2 separate regions of the Hordeum vulgare genome follow, and region 1 is linked to region 2. The links are chromatin contacts, called in public Hi-C maps. All regions are on one chromosome and are shown on one strand. Each heading gives the region's core, a stretch centred on a gene start, on an enhancer-like site or on the middle of the called end of the contact. The rest is flanking DNA. Distances are from core to core; before and after follow the strand shown. Region 1 holds the start of LOC123411485 (probable xyloglucan galactosyltransferase GT19). Region 2 holds the start of LOC123438385 (3-hydroxyisobutyryl-CoA hydrolase-like protein 2, mitochondrial).

Region 1 (3,451 bases), core at 792-3,291, 600 kb before region 2:
CAAATTAGTTTTTAAATCCATCTCCAACTATAAATCCGATCGCCTCGTAGCGAAAGTATCTAAAAAATCTTTATGCAACGTCATCATCATCGTTATCGAAACCATGACGATGAACAACCTAGAAAATCAAATGCCTAAAATGGATCCACACATGCATGTCGTTGGCGGTGAGGGGAGCCGCGGAAGGACCGCGCTGGAATGTTGCCCTCTCCTGGCGGCAACTAGTCTTCCGCCGCCAGACACCGAGAGGAAAACTGTTTCGCTTATGCGGCCGATTGTCATTCGCAAAAAGAAGTATGTGAACGCAACCAGTTGCATTAAACCATGAAAATACACGACCATCTTATTCTCCTTCTAGTGCCAACTGCGTTCAGTAGTCAGTTCTATTTCTATAGCACAACAGCAACACTTGAAATGCAATTGGCTTGCCACATTTGCAAGGAGAATAAATCTCGTGGATGACATAGCAAATGTACACTCTTCAAAGCGAAAGATGGAAGTAAACTGCGGATTTTGCACGACATAAAAATGTCCAAATCCAGACTAAGAGAATGTCCTCAAGAGCATTTCATTTCATTTCGTAGTCCTACGTCTCGACACTGTCATCCTCCTGCGCGTATATCCTCTCCGGCTGGCCTTCCTCCAGCGCGCGAGCCCGCCTGCGAATCCTCCGGAGCGCGCCGTCCACGGCGAGGTCGACCGCGTCCTTACCCGCCTCCCTCAGCTCCGCGGTGCTCCCGTGTCTCCGGTAGAGCACCCTGGGCGCCATCTCCAGCGCGCGCTCTCGCATCCTCCGCACCTCCGCGTCGGGCACGGCCGCCAGCGTCTCAGCGATCTTGACGCCCCCGAGCACCACCGTCTCCTTCTGAATGTGCACGGAGAACTCGTCGTACCGCCCCGGGGGGAGGTGCCAGCCGTACTGCCGCCTCGCCGCGGCGTCCTCGAAAAACACCGGCACGCACCCGGCGAGTATGGCGTCGAACGTCGACCGCCGCGTCGGCGTGTCCCCCGGCGGCTCCAGGCAGAACTTGGCGCCCAGCATCGGGCGCATGTACCGCACGGGGTCGTGGGAGCACTTGCCGGCTGAGCAGTCCACGACGACGCACGCGTCGGTGCGGTTCGCGCACTCGGCGAGGATGGAGCCCCGGATGTTGGGCCTGGACGGGCGCGAGACGCCGCCGGCGAAGAGCATCAGCGTGGCGCGGCGGGAGCGCCGCGCGCGCGCAAGCCAGGCCTCCAGCCGCGGGAGCGAGGCAGGGTGGAAAGACGTCGGGTGCGGGATCGCGTGCTCCTGCCATGGCCACGAGCGCGACTCGAGCGCCAGGAACGTGAAGTTCTCGAACTCCGGCAGCCTGACCAGCGACGTAGTGCCCAGCAGCCGGGGCTCCGCACGCGGCGGCTGCGAGTGGTCCCACGCGGAACCGGCGAGCACCATGAAATGGTCGTGCCCATGCCGACGCGCCAGGATCTGGGGCCGGTCGCGCGCCAGGAACTGCGCGAGGGACGCGCCGTGAAGCGCGGAAGAGTTGAGGAGCGAGGGGTCGAGGACGTAGGGGATAGAGTCGAGCGCCGCGTAGTACGGGACGAACACGGCGTCGGCGAGGCCGGGGTCGGCGACGAGGCAGCGGCGCTCGAGGAGTCGGCGGTGGAAGAAGGGCTCCAGGAGGCGCGCGTCGGTGCGGTACCAAGAGCGGCTGCGGGCGTGGGTGCGCGGGCCGAGCCCGTGGTTGGCGAGCGACTCGCAGGTCGGCGCGGAGGTGGCCGACGAGGACGGGTCGGCGAGCGGGAAGGCGGCGTCGCAGTGGCGGGGGAGGTGCGTGTTGAAGCGCGGGGGCAAGTCCCTGATGTGGATCCTGCGGCCCGCGCAGGGGTCTGACGAATCGGGGGCGGCGTCTCCGGCGACTGCGCGGAGGACGAGGAGGAGGAGCAGCAGCAGGAGAGAATTGGGCATCTTGGGGTTGGGGGAGTGGGGCGAGCCAGTGAGAGAGACACCCACAGAGTGGGGTTCTCGTGTAACTGTCAGGAGGTTGTTCGATTACACACGTTAAAAGGGCTCATAGGCCGAGTCCTTTCAAGCCCAAAGTAAATTACGGCCAGAGAAGGCATATTACGTTACGGCCAGAGAAGGCATATTACGTTATTTCAATAGGGGAGGTTCAAAGAATATCCTATTTACGGCTCGTTGTGTCCAGCTGTCGGCACTTCGTACAGACGAGCGACCCAGCAGCGACGCAACGTGCCGGCCCATATAACTGCTCGAGCGTTTCCCTTTTAGGAACCTTATAGAGTTTCAGCCGGTTTTTTCCTAGTTTTAGGAAACTTTTAGAAGGTTTCTTGAACTGGTCTAACTTTTTTTTCTTTTTTCTTTTATGTTTTTTATCTGTTTCTGTCTTAAAAATATTTTTGATTTTAAAAAAATGTTCTTACTTTTTAAAAAATTGATCTAGATTTGCAAAATATGTTCTGGATTTTGTAAAATGTTTTTGATTTTCAAAAGGTGTTCTGCCTTTAAAGAAAAGAATCTGGATTTTCGAAAAATGTTTCGGAATTTTGAAAAATGTTCTGAAATTTGAAAAAATAATGTTCCAGAATTAAAAAATAATGTTCTGGAATTTGAAAAATTGTTCCGGATTTTCAATAAAATATTATGGAACTTGAAAAATGTTTCGGAATTTGAAAAAAATGTTTCGGAACTTCAGAAATGTTCAGGAATTTGACAAATAGTCCGGGAATATAAAAAAATGTTCAGGAATTTTGAAAAATTGTTCCGAAATTTGAAAAAATGTTCTGAGAGTTTTATCTAAATGTTTTGGATTTTAAAGATTCAAAAATGTTCAACCTTTAAAAAATTGTTCGTGCTTCCAAATTAGTTCACGATTTTTCAAAATTGCTTTCGCTTCCAAAAATTATTCTCAAGATTCAAAACATGTTCGTGCTTTAAATATTTGTTTGCGCTTTCAATTTTTTGGGGGCTTTCCAAAATTGTTTTCCTTTTAAAAAAATGTTCTCAGGATTCAAAAAATGTTTGTGCTTTAAAAGTTTGTACGCGCTTCCAAATTTGTTCAAGATTTTTCTAAATTGTTCTCGGTTTTAAGATTTGTTCTCAAGATTCAAAAAACGTCCGTACTATAAAAACATTTCACGCTACAAATTTGTTCAGGATTTTTCAAAAAAAAATCTTAAGATTCAAAAAATGTTTTCAAGTTATAATTGTTCTTGTGAATTGGAGTTCTATAAAATATTCCCTTTATCACAAAATTGTTCACATTCAGAAAATTGTCCTGGCATTAATAAGACCATTTTCCGATGTTCTGAATAGTATTTTTGAATGCAAAGAATTTTTTCAATTAGGAACATTTTGAAAAAACAAACACTTTTTTCAAATTGGTGAACATTGTTTATAAACACCGGACATATTTTCAAATATCAAATATTTTTTATTTCTGAACAA
Region 2 (3,543 bases), core at 627-3,126:
GCTATGATGGGTCCCTTTTTCTCTTGTCCATCTCGAACCGCAGTTCCCCCATACCGTCAAAATGTTCCACAAATATCACATCTTTTTTACACTTTCCGTTGTCTTTCAATTCATTGTGCATGTTTTGCATAAAAATATCTAACTTTCTTGATTATTATTTTTAAAATCAGAGGAATCCTAATATCACGCTCATGCACTTAATGAACCAATTGAACAACCTAACAAGCTCTAAAGAATCATATGCATGTTTGCTTGCTTATGATTCTCATAGTGCTTTCTCTTTTACAATTTAGTATGCAAGCAACAAGTACCACTAATCCACCCCAAGCTTCGGTAGCCACCACCAATATTCTCTCAATTGGCCACAGATTCAAGGCCCAATTCTTTTTATCAGATTATGGAGAATTTCAGTCTCGAGAATCTTGAGCCAAAAGAACTCGACCAGGCTTCCAAAATCTCGACCGGATTCTCTAGAATCATAGTGCAATCTTATAATCTTCAAATACCTGGTTTTTCCCCGAATCTCAAGATTATGAAGAGTCCCTCAAAAGAAAACGTTTAGAATTAGAAGTGTACCCCCTATCCTATCAACAAACATATTCTATAGAATCCCGAGTGAAAAGAACTGGGCCTAAGAGTGCCTCAATATATTCCCTCGATTAGCCAACAATTTTCCTATCACATGGGAGGCCGACCAATTAGCCACCGATTTAAGTAGGTCTCTCTCTCTCTCCATTAGCTGATTGCCAAGGTTGCTCGTTAATTCTCGCACTCACGTAGTATATAAACTGAACAAATTGGGTGCAAAAGAATGAGGTGGGACTATTTAATTAGTTAGCGAATTTGTTTTATATCAAAAAAAAGCGAGCTCTTTTTGCTGTAGGCTTTGGACCAGGCCCAACTTGGCCCAGCAGGGGACACGCAAAGAAAATTGTAAACAACTCGGCCAATAAGTAAATGTATCAAATAGTTAACCCGGTTTTCGAGGACAACTGGAGATCTAGTCCAACTGGCTACAATTGTAGTGTGAGGAGGGGAGGTCTAAAGTTTTGAATCTCATGCTAGCAAATGTTTTTTTGCTGCTACCTCATATGCGTTGATTTGGACTAATATTTTTTTGCTGCTTCCTCACATACGTGGATTTGGACCAATATTTTTTCTGCTTCCTCGCATGCGTGGATTTGCACAAATAAAACGGGAGTAGAACATTTTTTATTCGAGCCCCATAACATGAACGTGGACCAATAACAACACCGATTAGTTTTTTCAGGAGTCCCAAAACAAAAACAAAGTCATTGTTATTTTGGATGAGCGTGCTCGAAAAATTAGTACCACCTTAGTAAAAAATCTTAAAAAGAAAATAAATAACAATTTATATTAATAGGTATAGATATAGATTATAAAACAGCATGTATTTATATGGAAGAGGATACTGTAAAAATAAATAATTTCAAGCAAGAGGTAACTGGATGGAAAATTTCTTCCAAAATCGAGTGTAAATTAATTCTATGGATTTCAATCAGTACAAACCAAAAGATAAGCATATTTTTTTATAAAAGATTTAGATCCTATTTTTTTCTAGGGAATCCTAAATAATCTTATGAAATCTATTTTTTTGAAACGGAAATCCCTTTGGAACAACGGAGACTTTAGAGAGAACGTTTTTGTTTTCTTGATGAGGTTTTTTGTTTTGTTTTGAAATTTGAAACTAGTTGAGGAGAACGTTCTGTGAGGAGGAAAACAAAGGCTATTGGACTGGAACAGACAGGCCATCAGGAAAGCCCAGAGTCCCCTGCATAAAGCCCAGAAGCCCCTGCAGCCCAACCCACGCTATGGTTTGGTTCCATTTCGGCATCTCTCACAGGTCACATAGGTGCTCACTTCCTTTCCCCATTCTTCTCCGCCTCCAAAACCCTATACGCTCCACCATGCCCAGCCTCGCCGCCGCCGCTGCCGCTCGCCGCGCCGGGGAGGCCCTCCGCCGCGGCGTCGTCGGCGGTAGGTATCTCTCTTCCCTCCGCCCGTCACCCGCTACTCCTGCCGCCCACGACAGCGACGAGGTAACTGCGCGCCGGTTGACTGCTCGTTTGGCGGCCTCTCCCTGCCTCCGTGATCGGAGGCGAGATATTCCGTCGCTGACATTGTATCGCGTTTGGCGCGTGCTTCCAGGTGCTGGTGGAAGGCAAGGCCAGTGCCCGCGCCTCCGTGCTCAACCGCCCCGGCCATCTCAACGCCCTCACCACCACTATGGTACGTGTCCCTTCATTTGCTTCGTAAAATAGTTTCTGCGCCTTTGGATCAATCGTGTGTGGGTGTCGATGGAATGCCTGTGTGTTCTATGGCAAACGTTTGTGTGGTTGATGATGTGTTGGAGCATCCCAGTCAATCTGTAGGCGAGGCATTCGATGAAATGCCTTAGTGGCCTTGCACAACTGTTGCTTCATCAAGTTTGTAATTGGATTATTTGAAATGTTAAAGTACAATCGTACATTGACTGTCAGATCATGCCCTTGTGATGATTTGCTTTGTGGTATCTGATTGGATGTCTGTGGGACGTCATCAATGTAGTAGTGCATATAATTCCCCTCAGATGCATATTCAGGACCTATTTCGTGAGACGCTTACCTGATTATGGGTGTATGCAATGGCGGAGGCAGGATCTGCCAATGCCCCAGGTCGGCCTTATGCTACTGTATCCTACAGTACATGAAGGATTTCTCAGCCGCGCCTCAGGCGGCTGCATGGGCTGCCTGGGGCTTGACGCCGCCACTGAGTGTATGGTTTGCTTATTTGGTTGTACAAGTGTCATGCTCGGTGTAATTTCTGCATTTCCATACATACCGCTTCAACCGCTTGATCTGGTGCTTTAATAACCCTGCAGATTCCTGTTACTTTTTTAATCCATGTGTATTTATGTTGACTGCATGTATCATTTATTTCTGACTTGTATGTTCTTGGTGCATGGTTCTGACTTTTAGTCGAATTGCTGTCTTGATAGGGAGCTAGGCTCAACAAGTTCTACGAATCATGGGAGGACAGCCCTGACATTGGTTTCGTCATGATGAAGGTATAGCGCTTCATCATTTGCATGATGCTAATGGAACTAGACGAATCTAAACTGAGGTGTGTATTGCATGAAGGGCAGCGGCCGAGCATTCTGTGCTGGTGGGGATGTTGTTGGATTGCGCCAACTTATCAATGAAGGTAAGTGGGAAGATGCTGTGCATCATATTATTATATTTATTTGTTAAATATGGTAATTGCTTCCATTATACAGGGAACACTGACCAACTTATTAAAGTTTCTAGTACATTTACATTGGAAAAGTAAAAGTGGTTATGATGGCGGAACTCCTAATTTTTTCATGCATTCTTCATTCCCTTCTGAAAGTTTATCTAAAAAACAGCAGTTTTTTTATTGCACAAATAGAATACATATAATAAATTCCTGACTTCATATATTTCCAGTGGAAATTTGTATGCAGTGATAACCTGTTTTAGTCATATGCCGCATATTTCCTTTAATGTTAACCTTGTCTTATGT

Evidence for each region. Hi-C and Micro-C count contacts between places; a contact is called where the count stands out from the background.
Region 1: a contact with region 2 is called in a Hi-C map of seedling, with 6 times the contacts expected there. The contact joins the promoter of LOC123411485 here to the promoter of LOC123438385 in region 2. A contact is called at or near these places in 4 of 6 Hi-C or Micro-C datasets (leaf and seedling) and 1 of 1 datasets of contacts at active chromatin or transcription factors (embryo).

Annotation. Positions count from the first base shown.
Region 1 is chr1H:375,493,440-375,496,890 of MorexV3_pseudomolecules_assembly, reverse strand. LOC123411485 (probable xyloglucan galactosyltransferase GT19) reads right to left here and starts at 2,041. Exons shown (of 1, transcript XM_045104443.1): 1 at 318-2,041. The coding sequence starts at 1,951. The coding sequence ends at 587.
Region 2 is chr1H:374,892,865-374,896,407 of MorexV3_pseudomolecules_assembly, reverse strand. LOC123438385 (3-hydroxyisobutyryl-CoA hydrolase-like protein 2, mitochondrial) reads left to right here and starts at 1,876. Exons shown (of 14, transcript XM_045115773.1): 1 at 1,876-2,060; 2 at 2,170-2,250; 3 at 2,999-3,067; 4 at 3,141-3,204. The coding sequence starts at 1,929.